Regions from separate parts of the Mus musculus genome. Here region 2 is linked to region 1. A link is a contact called in public Hi-C data. All regions are on one chromosome and are shown on one strand. The core of a region is the stretch at or near the end of the contact, and the rest is flanking DNA. Distances in the headings are between cores, read along the strand shown. Region 1 has its middle 170 kb from the start of Nebl. Region 2 overlaps Nebl (nebulette).

Evidence for each region. A called contact is a pair of places that touch in the nucleus more often than the background predicts.
Region 2: a Hi-C map of double positive thymocytes shows a contact between it and region 1, with 5 times the contacts expected there. The contact joins two enhancer-like sites. A contact is called at or near these places in 1 of 39 promoter capture datasets (the C10 cell line), 1 of 15 datasets of contacts at CTCF or cohesin (the G1E-ER4 cell line) and 10 of 484 Hi-C or Micro-C datasets (the C10 cell line, CD4 T cells, the G1E-ER4 cell line and 4 more).

The regions. Positions count from the first base shown.
Region 1 is chr2:17,286,960-17,292,481 of GRCm38.p6, forward strand. No RefSeq gene overlaps it. Among named protein-coding and RNA genes, the nearest start is that of Nebl, 170 kb to the right of the region's middle. Within about 2 kb of position 3,787, at least 8 of the 459 cell types and tissues checked have an H3K27ac peak or open chromatin away from gene starts, as enhancers often do. A contact at or near this core is called in double positive thymocytes, where this site is marked.
Region 2 is chr2:17,411,849-17,417,145 of GRCm38.p6, forward strand. Nebl (nebulette) reads right to left here. Exons shown (of 26, transcript NM_001362722.1): 10 at 1,835-1,939. Among named protein-coding and RNA genes, the nearest start is that of Nebl, 48 kb to the right of the region's middle. Within about 2 kb of position 2,078, at least 10 of the 459 cell types and tissues checked have an H3K27ac peak or open chromatin away from gene starts, as enhancers often do. A contact at or near this core is called in double positive thymocytes, where this site is marked.

The DNA.
Region 1 (5,522 bases), core at 2,537-5,036:
TCAGAGTCGCCAATAATGCATTGATTTTGCTTTAAGGAAAGGGAATTGCAGGTTGCTTCCATGCTGGAGTACTTTTACCAAGAGTGAAGCCAGATTTGAGTTCTCTACTTTTCCTCCTCTCACTCCATCTTTTCTCTTGCTCTGTGGGTTGTATGAACCTGCATTCATGCCTATTGAATGCTTTCTTGTGAATCTGTCCCTGTCCCTGTGTCTGTGTTCATCTGTGTGTGTATATGTGTGTCTAACAAGTGAAATTTTCCCTGTAATTATTAAACAGCACAGAAAGCATCACATGTAGAAGGAATGAGGGACACTTCACATAATTCTTTAACAGAGTTTACGAGGGATTAACTCACCTACTCCAGCTGATGCAGATAAATAGTCCTAGAAACATCATTACAAATAGACTTAGCAGACTATATCCATGCAATATACATCCTCATGGTGGATATTTGTTTTGTAAGCAACTTATTCACTGCTTCCATTATTTATTACCATGCCATACATTCACAAATACATTACTGTGGGTCAGGGGCATGAAAGAACACATAAGATTACAGCTATGCCTTAGGTTACTTTGTGAGAGCTGATTACATAGAAAATCCAAGAAAAGTCGGGTTGGTTGTTACATTATTCTTCAAAAGGTAGGTTAATCAATCAGGCTGAGTATGTAAGAGGATAGTCTTAAGTGATCTCCTTGTGTACTATGAACCCTGGCTGTGAGATCAGGAAAAGTTTCAAGTCTATTAGTAAGAGATATTTTCACAACACTGTATTACCATGACAAACTTAAACTTGGCAGCCAGGACTTGGGGCTTGGCTGGCCAGAGCTGTGTAAAGAGCTGGATGACAAGTCACAGAATGTGTTCTGCCCACTTTGTCACTCACCAGCTGTTTCATCACAAGACAAATAATTAAAATCTTTGTTAAATATTTCCCATCGCATAAATAGATCTTTGAGATCTATAGAGGAAGTTATATTCACATCTCATTATAGTCAGATATATAGTTATAGTCAGATACTACCCCAAAATATTTGATCAGACATGCGTTTTCATCCGCTTTTGTTTGATATAACTATTGCTTAAGAGACTGGCTTGGGAAACACCAGCCTATTCAGGGGCACCAGACAAACAATATGCCCGAGTTATCAGTTATGCAACACATTATAAGATTAATATTCATAAGACAAATGAATATTCATAAAACAATGTTGGATCACAAAGGGCTCAGGTAACCACACTTTCAAGCAATTGGTTATTGTCTTTGTAATTTGCAAGTCAAAGAGAGAATTTTGTGAATACTAACATTCTTGATATTTTTAAAAACTGAAATTACTAACAGCAAGAACAAGCAGAAGAAAGCATATAACTGTTAAATACAATGTGAATGAAAGCCAGCAGAGCCACTGACATACAAGACAATACAAGAAAAAGATTTAAAGGAGCAAAAATTAGTTCATCTTCTTATGCCAAGTTCTATATGATAAAAACCCAAGTCTATACACCCCCTTGGGAAGGAAGAAAACAATGCCAGTGAAACAGACAGGAAGTTGATAAGCATGTAGGTTAAAGTTGAGCTCTGCTACTTGCTATTGTTGTGAAGGAGACTAGTTTTTATCCTGGGAAAATGAGGAGGCCCTCTAGGCGAAGACAGCATCTAAATGAAGACCTTAAAGATTTGTAGAGATTAGTCCCGAAAGAAAGACAGGAAGTTCTTGACAGAAGGATAAATGTCCTTAAAGACCTGAATGTGTGGCATGCTGGAGACCCTGGGAACCACTTTCTATGACAGGAATGCAGAGTCAAGGTAAAACAGTAGGAACAAAAGGAGATGTAATCAGATTCAAGAAGACAGGCTTCATCACTCCATATTAAACTGTCAAGTTTGGCCTAAGTTTTTCTCCACACCTAAGTGCAAAAGTTGCACACCAAAGCAACTTCCATACAGGGCAAACTATGCTGGGTGTTATTTGTTATATAACCAGATTGTTATCAAACTAAAAGTATCGCTTTGAAACACCAACTGAGCATCAGTAATCAGTTACTTAAATCTTCAGCCAAAAAACATGGCAGCTGCCAAAACATGGCAATGTTAATAAGCAAAGGTTTGGCCATGGCTAATCAGATTGTCCATGTTGTTTTCCTCTTACTGGCTATACATGTGACCAGGTGGGGAGATGGGTACAGAACTCAGAGTTGACTTGGCTGTGGCTTCCTGGAACTATTTGCTTGGTTCAAAAAACTTTGTGAAATTTTACTTCATCTTGGATTTCTCTTGGTCAATGCAAAGGGCAAGAGCTTTCCAGCAGAAGGAAATGGAACCACTAGGATGTGATTAAAGAAATGATAAGTTTTGCTGCGAGAGCTGTTAGACAGGAGAGCAGAAAGTGGCAGGAGACAAGAATGGGGTCCGTTCTTCTAGATGAGGCAACCAAAGGAATGAAAGCAAATGCTCAAATGTAGTTAAACATCCCAATGGGCAGAATCATACACAAAGTCCAACATCACTCTCAGATTCCCAGGTACTAGCTGCAGTGGCAAGGAGTCAGAGAGAATCTTGGAGAAGCAAATTCTCCCCAGCAGCTCATCAACAACCTTAAATAGGAAAAAACGCTGGCAACCTACAGTATATGGAGTGCCACTAAAATTAAGTTGTAGTTTAAAAGACTACATTCAGGCATCTAGAGAATATTTACAGTATTAAGAACCATTTAAGCCAAATATCTCCTCTGCCCTTATACTTCAACAGAAAGAGCCTGAAAAACTTTAATTTCACCACAGAGTGTTGCAGTATCAAAGGGTGGAAGTCACTGAAGGTAAAAGAAAAACTTCAGGCCATGTTAGGCTCAGCAATAGAGTGACAAACAACTCAGAAACCTTCCAAACAGTGGTATGACAATCTAGAAAGACTACTGTCTTTCCATGGGTTATTAGTTTTAAGGAAATAGAATTTCTTAAACTCCTGTGGATTTTTATCAGCCCCTCTGCTCTTCCAAGTATCCCCTCACACATGGTCTCCCCCTCTATTCCACCTTTCCCTTCCATTTTGAGGAGAAGGCCCCCTCTGAATGTCATCTTCCCCCCAACCACTCAAGTAGCTGCTGGACTAGGTACATCCACTCCTGCTGAGGCCAAATGGGGCTGTCCATTTAGGGGCATGGGATCCAGAAGCAGACAGGCAACAAGTTCAAGGCCAACTCCTGCTCTAGTTGTTGATTTATTTCATGAAGACCAAGATGCTCATCTGCTACATATGTACAAGGGGCCTTGGTCCATCTTGAGGTTGCTCCTTGGTTGGTAGTTCAATCTCTGGGATTCCCCCAAGAGTCCAGGTTAGTTGACTCTGTTTGTCTTCCTGTAGAGTCCCTGTCCTCTTTGGGTCTTTCAATACTTCTTCCAACTATCCATAATACTTCTCAAACTCCATCCAATGTTTGGAAGTAAGTCTCTGCATCTCTTTTCACTGGCTGTTGGGTGGAGACTCTCAGAAGACAGTTATGTTAGGCTCCTGTCCACAACCATAGCAGAGTATCATTAATAGTGTTATGGATTGGTTCTTGCCCATGAAATAGGTTTCAAATTGGGCCAGTTGTTGGTTGGTCACTTCTCCAGTCTCTGCTCTATCTTGGTCCCTGCATATCTTGTAGGTAGGACACATTTTGAGTCAAAGGTTTTATGGGTGGGTTGCTGTCCTTATTCTGCCACTAGGAGTCCTTCCTAGCTACAGGAAGTGGCCACTTCAGGATCCATATCCCCCACTGCTAGGAGTCTCAGCTAAAGTCACAGTGACTGCTTTAGCAGTTTTACAGTTGAGAGTTTAGAAGCCCTAACCTGCAACATACACACTGCTACCCTGGAGATGTGTTTCAGATACAAGAATCTTTGAAAAGTTAGGAAGAATGCAAGATGAGCTGACTTCTCACCATTTCCTGTTTTGAAAGACTATTTTGCAATGAACTCAAGGCAGACTAGAAACCTTGAAATCCAGCCCCAGGCACAGACCCTGAACAATTAATTTCTGAAGTGAGTGGCTTTTTCTCCAGGGTGCAGCCTAAAGCTCTACTGTGTGTTTTGCTTTCTGATATTCTTGAAGTTCAGTTATGTTTCTCATTTCTCATGCTCAGGAATATATGGTGCTACTGGGATTCTTAGATATGGGCACCTTTTATCACAGTGCCTTTTCGTGAACCACATGCAGTTACTTCTTTCACTGGTTCTGGGCACTTCTCTCTCCAGCCAACACTCATGTTGCCCCCAGCTACAGTCACATCAGACTATACAAGCTAAAACCAATAAAGGCAAGTCAGTCTTCTGTCAGCACATCTTGGGCAATGATGTTCGAATGCATTAGTGAGCATTTATTGTATTTACATGTATGTGTGCTCATATGAATGTAGGTGATGCCCATGTATATATAGGTTCATGTGCACACTTGGACTTGTGTGCACAGAGACTAGAAACCATTCCTCAGGAGCCTTCCACCTTGGTTTTTGATAGAGTCTATCTATCATTGGTACTTGGGGTTTGCCAATTAAGTTAGGATGACTGGCTAGCAATGTACCACCACCCCCTGCATCCCATCCCCATGCTGGGATTCTGAGAACATACTATCATATGAAGCTTTTTATATGGGTGCTAAGGTCAACTCATGTCCCCAGGCTCACACAGCAAACACTTTACCAACACAGCCACTTTCCCAAACCTTCATTACATTTCTAAAGCACTAATTTAAACTGAAAAAAAAGCATTATGTTTTGGGTTTAGTAAGTTGGGAGAGAGGTGAGTTCAAACATCATTGCTGTTTGAATTAAATTAGGTTACAACCTAATTAGAGGTAATATTTGATTATGTTTTCAAATTCCATCCAATAACTCTTATCAGTGATTTTAGCAGCTTCTTCCCCTCACCTTTCATGCCCAGATGTGCTATCTCTATTACATCCAATAATCAGAGTCACAAAAAAGACTCAAACTGTGTGACATGAGGACACACAGCTATTTCTAATCCCTCAGCAGCAAACCTCAACAAAACAATCAGCTCTTCAGTAATTCTCATTCCCTGAAAATATGAAACCCACAATAAATCTAGAGGCTAAGGACAAATCTACATTAGCAAAATGAAGCAGAGAATTAAAGCAATTATCTGAATAATTTATCATGAACCGTGCAGTGGGTAACTGAGCAGCTTAAATGAATATTTCAAGGGGAAAATGCAGCTTTGGAAAAGGTTCTTAGAAGCTTCTCTCTCAGCTCTTGACATGTAGAACAAGAAAATTGTGATGAAGCCCATGTAGAAATGGGAGCTGCCTGTGTTTTCTGTGCTTTGAAAACAAACTGTTCAGACTTGTACTATGAGTTTGAATTCCGGGAATTTCATCAAAGAAGTGAGGTGGACCAAAGAAGTTATTTGTTAGGTATTTTCAAGTCTCCTCACCCCTTCTTTCCGGAGAAAAAAGCTGATTTGCACATAGGAACAATCAAAGAAATTTGAGTGTCGCTCTTCCCCCCCCCCCACCCCCCC
Region 2 (5,297 bases), core at 828-3,327, 120 kb after region 1:
TATTGTTCTCTGTCTTACTTCCTTGAGATAGAGACATCTGGATGTGGAGTTAGGCTTCAAGCCAGGAAACCCCAGGAACTCTCCTGTCTCCATCACCCCCAGCATATAGTACAGTTTCAGGTACATGCAGCTACTCCCAGGTTTTAGCCTGGTTTAGGCATGAGCTTTAGTCTCCAACACTCGAAAAACAAACATTGTTCTTAGCTGAGCTCTATCCCCAAGTTGATGTCTTCCATTTCTTAAAAACAAAAGCTAAAATTGTATGTAAGACATCAGAATGGTTGCATTTAGCAATATTTTCACTGAGCTCTTAGAAAAGCTTTGATCACGACTCACTTCATTCAAAAATGCATTTTCATTAATTCTTGGGCTCCATAATTGCTTGTGAAATTATTTAAGTTGTATAATGATAACGATTACTAGATCAACCTAAAAGAAAATTTCTTATACTTAGAACTTTGTGATGACAGGAAATAAATTTTGAAATACCTATTTGTGACATTATTTCATTATAGATGATTTTGCTTCGTACATGATATCATACTATATTAGAATAAAATTTTGTGGGAAAAATTGAAAGAAAAGTAAGTATTTGGGCAGGCATAATACTACATATCTGTAAACCTAACATTGGGGAGGCAGAAGTAGGTCAGTTGTAAGTCAAGTTACATAGTTAATGCCTAGGTCAGCCCTATCTTGAGAAGGAAGGAAGAAAGGAAGGAAGGAAGGAAGGAAGGAAGGGAGGGAGGGAGGGAGGGAGGGAGGGAGGGAGGGAGGGAGGGAGGAATGGGGGGAGAGAGAGAGAGAGAGAGAGAGAGAGAGAGAGAGAGAGAGAATTTAAAGACAAAACTCCTACTTCCAAACATTGGGGAGGGAGGTGTTGAGGTGTCAACTGCAAACTCCATACACTCTAGTCTTCCCTGAGAAAGAATTTTGTTTATGTTCAATGAAGAGACGGCCTAAAAATAGGTAACATCATTCCTTAGATTTTTGTCCTAGACTTTGGGAAAAGGGAGAAAATGAGTTGAGCACAAGAATATACACATTAATCCATTGCTGTGTGTTCCTCACTATGGCTGAATCCGTGTAACCAGAAGCTTCACGTTACCACCATCTAGGCGTCCCTACAGGGAAGGACTGTAACCTGGGAACGCAGCGAACCCTTTGTCCCTTGAGTTGCTTCTGTTGGTGTGCTTTATCAACAGAAAAGAAAACTGATACAGGGAGTTAATTTATGTTCAAATCATTATGGAATTTATGCTCCACAGAATACATCTAAAAGAGTCATGTAAATGTTTACTTTAACAGATGCTAGAAATGGCATCCTTAGCAACTATTTAAACTTGAAATGATAATTTAAAAACAGATATTGACTTTACAGTGTGCTAGGAAGAGAAAAAAATGAAGTTCTTTTACAGACTACATAGGGTTTCATGGTTAGAAGAAACATCAATTTAAAATGCATTAGTGAGGATGTTTTCCCTTTCCAATAACACTTATAATTAAATGGAGAAATTATAATAAACCTTACACCCAGAAAATTAATTTTGTAGCTCAAAAATGTCAAGTCAGCACACGGTAAAATTTTAAATCATCATGAGATTCGATCACCATTTAATTAGTTCCTAGATCTAAACTTTTTAATTATATGAAGAATTTATTTTTATGAAACTTTTATATGCTGAAACATGGCTTCAGCTGACCCAAAAGATTAAAAAAAAAAGGATCCAAGATAATATTTTTTTTCTGAAACGTTAATGTTCTTGGGCTCCATTCTTCGAAGAACACAGCACTGAGCAGTGGGTATGGGATGAGCAGAGCTCAGAAAGCGCACCTGACTCTGGAGGGTGGCGTTTCCTTTATGGTGCAGGTGTTCAGGGGCCTCCGCATCAAAGTGATACAATCCTTTGTTTTCTTCAAAATCCCTTTTATATTCCCACTTTAAAAAAAAACATGAAAACAAGTTAGAAATAAAAGATTGATGACTAAAATCAAGATTTAGGAATTTAACTGGGGTGTGGTGGCTCTCATCCCAGCACACGGGAGACTAAGACAGGGTGACTGTGAGTTCCAGGTAACCCTGGGCCACAGATTGAGCCAGTTTCCCAGCAACTCTTAGTAAAGAACACAACAATCAAGCCAGTGGAAAGGAGCCACGATGCTGTTAAAGAGCCAGTCTCTGTAACAGCTGGTGTGGAGGAGGTTCTGCAGCTAAGAAAAATGGACAAAGCCAGACGGTCTCACTGTAGGTGGCCATAGGAAGAGCCCAAGAAACATTCACTGATTAATTATAAATGTGGCATGGGGCACAGTCAATTAGATGGGATCCCACAGATTGTGAGTGGGCAAGATGAGGTGACATATAGACACTGCTTCTTATCACAGGACAGAATGCTGTTTAAGACTGTGCAGAAGAAATAGAAACAAAAAGAAGAGAGCGAGGGAACTAGACTCCAGGAAGGTGGCTATAGAGAGAAGCTGGACCATGAGTAAGAATGGAAGTGATGAAGACAGAGAGAAGCTGAAAGATAATTGAGCAAGTCTCTAAATTCCAAGGAAAGGATGGTGGGAGGCACTGAGAAAAGGACCTAAAGAAAATGGGTACAATTCATTGGATTTTTTTTCTTTAAGATTTATTTTATGTATGAGTGCTCTAGCTGCAAGTACACCTGCAGGCCAGAAGATGGCATCAGATCATTTTACAAATGTTTGTGAGCCACCATGCGGTTGCTGAGAATTGAACTCAGGACCTCTGGAAGAGCAGCCAGTGATCTTAGCCATTGGAGCCACCTCTCCAGCTCCAATTTATTGGATTTATAAGTTGAAGCTGTTGGCATAGGCCCTCTGGTATTATGACATACGTGAGAAGGTAAATTTGGAAGAGACCAGAAAAAGTATTGATGGCATTGTACTTTAGACCAGCAGCAGAAGAACAAGACTTCTAGCACTAGAGACCAGATATTTCGAATTAGTCCTACTTGAAAAGACTTCAGCAAGCAAATGAGATCCAAGGCTGCGGGGACCTACAAAGGTAAAGATCAACTGCCCATGAGTTACAGGAAAAAATAGCTTTGTACAGAGTGAAGGGGAATGCATGCAGCTTTGGAAGAAGTGCAGTAAAGAGACTCCTGTGATCCAAGGAGATGCTCTGTGGACAGAAGCAGGAAAAGGAACACTGAACATCAGGAACAGAAAGAGAGAGAAGGTGTCTGTGACCGGCCACAGAGCTGTTGCTTCACAGGGGCAAAGTTCCAGAGAGAGCCTGACTTCAAGTGCTCCCTGTCACTTGGGGAGCAAGGATGTATGTCACTGACTTCTAACCAGAATGAAGTGGCTTTAGAAAAGCACCACAGGAAAGTCTTAATAAAGTTCATATATTACATCTTGGGTTACTCTATGAATCTTAAGTTAAAACTAAATAAAATCTAACTTAACAAAAGGCAAAGTTTAAACCTGAAATAAGATATCAAAAAATGTTTATGCTTTGTTTAGATTTTTTTATAATATCTACTTATTAAACAACTATAATTTGAATGCATTAAGGCAGAACATATTCTAATATGGTATCAAAGTCCATAACTAATGAAGTCGAGGGAATTATACTCAGAATAATGGATATATACTAAAAATACGGGCTAAAACCAAATCCTTTGAACGCCAATCTGCAAATGAAATTTCTAATGCAGGGGCTTGTCTTCTGTATTGAATAGTCTCTGTTGCCTCCTAGTGGAGATTATGTAGAATAACATAGCATAAATTTTTAAGTTTATATAAAGTTATAAGGAAATTGAAAGCTCCATTTCCACAGCAAAGTGTTTCTTCAGACATTGAATTTGTGATTTTAAATTTCCCATCCTGCTCTAGACATGACACGTTAAAATGCAAAAATTTTGATAAGACCAATACATCTAGAGATGTGTAATAAAATAGCCATTTACAGCAAACCAGCACTGAACTTTGGCAAATACCTACAACAAATTTCTTTTTCAACGTTTTTTTAAAAATCCAGTAACCAATAGACATCAAGAAAACTTCTATTCATTTTATACAAATATTTAAAAGGTTATCTAACTCATAAAAAATTTAAGACATATATAATATCATACAATTTTAATATGTAAATGATTCAGAGAACATCAAACTCTCTGGCCCTTTGAGTGATGTAATTATTTCTATGATACAGCCTGAGGCAGACGGGAGATCAAACTCAGTGACTAATGAATAAAATGTTGGAGAGATGACAGTGTGTACACTAAAATTTGATTCACTTTTCTCTACCGCAAAACCAACATCAACATTTTGAAAAGAAATGTTGCAGGTGAGAGGTAAACACTCTTGCTCATTTACACATGAATCCTCATGTTCCTAGGAGAATCAGCCTGAGTGTGGGTAGGGGACAGCCCAGCAAGCACCACCGCAGGACAAAAGCCAGACATTGGAGAATGAAGAAAGCAGACGGTGCAGAAGATGGAGAGATGAGTGTGTGTGTCACAGAGAAAAGCTTGAAACCAGAACAGAAATGCAAGGGTGGTTGAGATGTGGGTGCCAGTGGATGCTAAACGTGGTGAAGGCAGGACAATGTAATCCAAGGGCCCTGACACCAAAGGCTAATTCCAAGCTGTCAACATGGCTCAAACACCAGAAACTATAATATACTGCTTTTGACCCAAATACCAATACTTTTTAAATAAATTAAAAATTAATCTCTGTAAGTGTGAACCAATTATGTGCAGTGTGCACCTTGGGATGGCGATGTGCAAAAGAGAGTGGACATACAAATAACAAATCGTGTTTTGCCAATGCTAAGAACTGAAGCTCCCTTAAGACGAAGGTTTGGGGATCTAGCCTTGGAGTGGCGCTATACTGAGCACAGTGGGCTTTGCTACTTAAAAGACTGCCTTCACTTTTCCCATACCTTATAGAATGAGTATTTCTTCATCTGATCCAGATCTATTCTGTGAGTTAAAATGCTTTCAAGTGAATGGGTGGTTATTGTTAGAATTGGCATGGAAATAACTTTAGGTCAAATCAGAGTCAATCATTAACATGTGGCATCTGGCTATGTACAAAGTGGAGCCAGTAGTGTCCAGGAGTTACCAGTTGCAAGAGCTGGTGAAGTCAGCATCCAAATGTACCAAGGGTGGAAACGGTACCACAGCAGGCTAGAGTTCTGAGGGACTGACCATATGGAGAGTAAACACAAATATTACCAACAGGACATGAAGTCCTCCTTCTGAGTTGACAGATAATGTAGAACGGATCAAGATTAAATTCATAGTGGCCAAGATTTCTTGTCA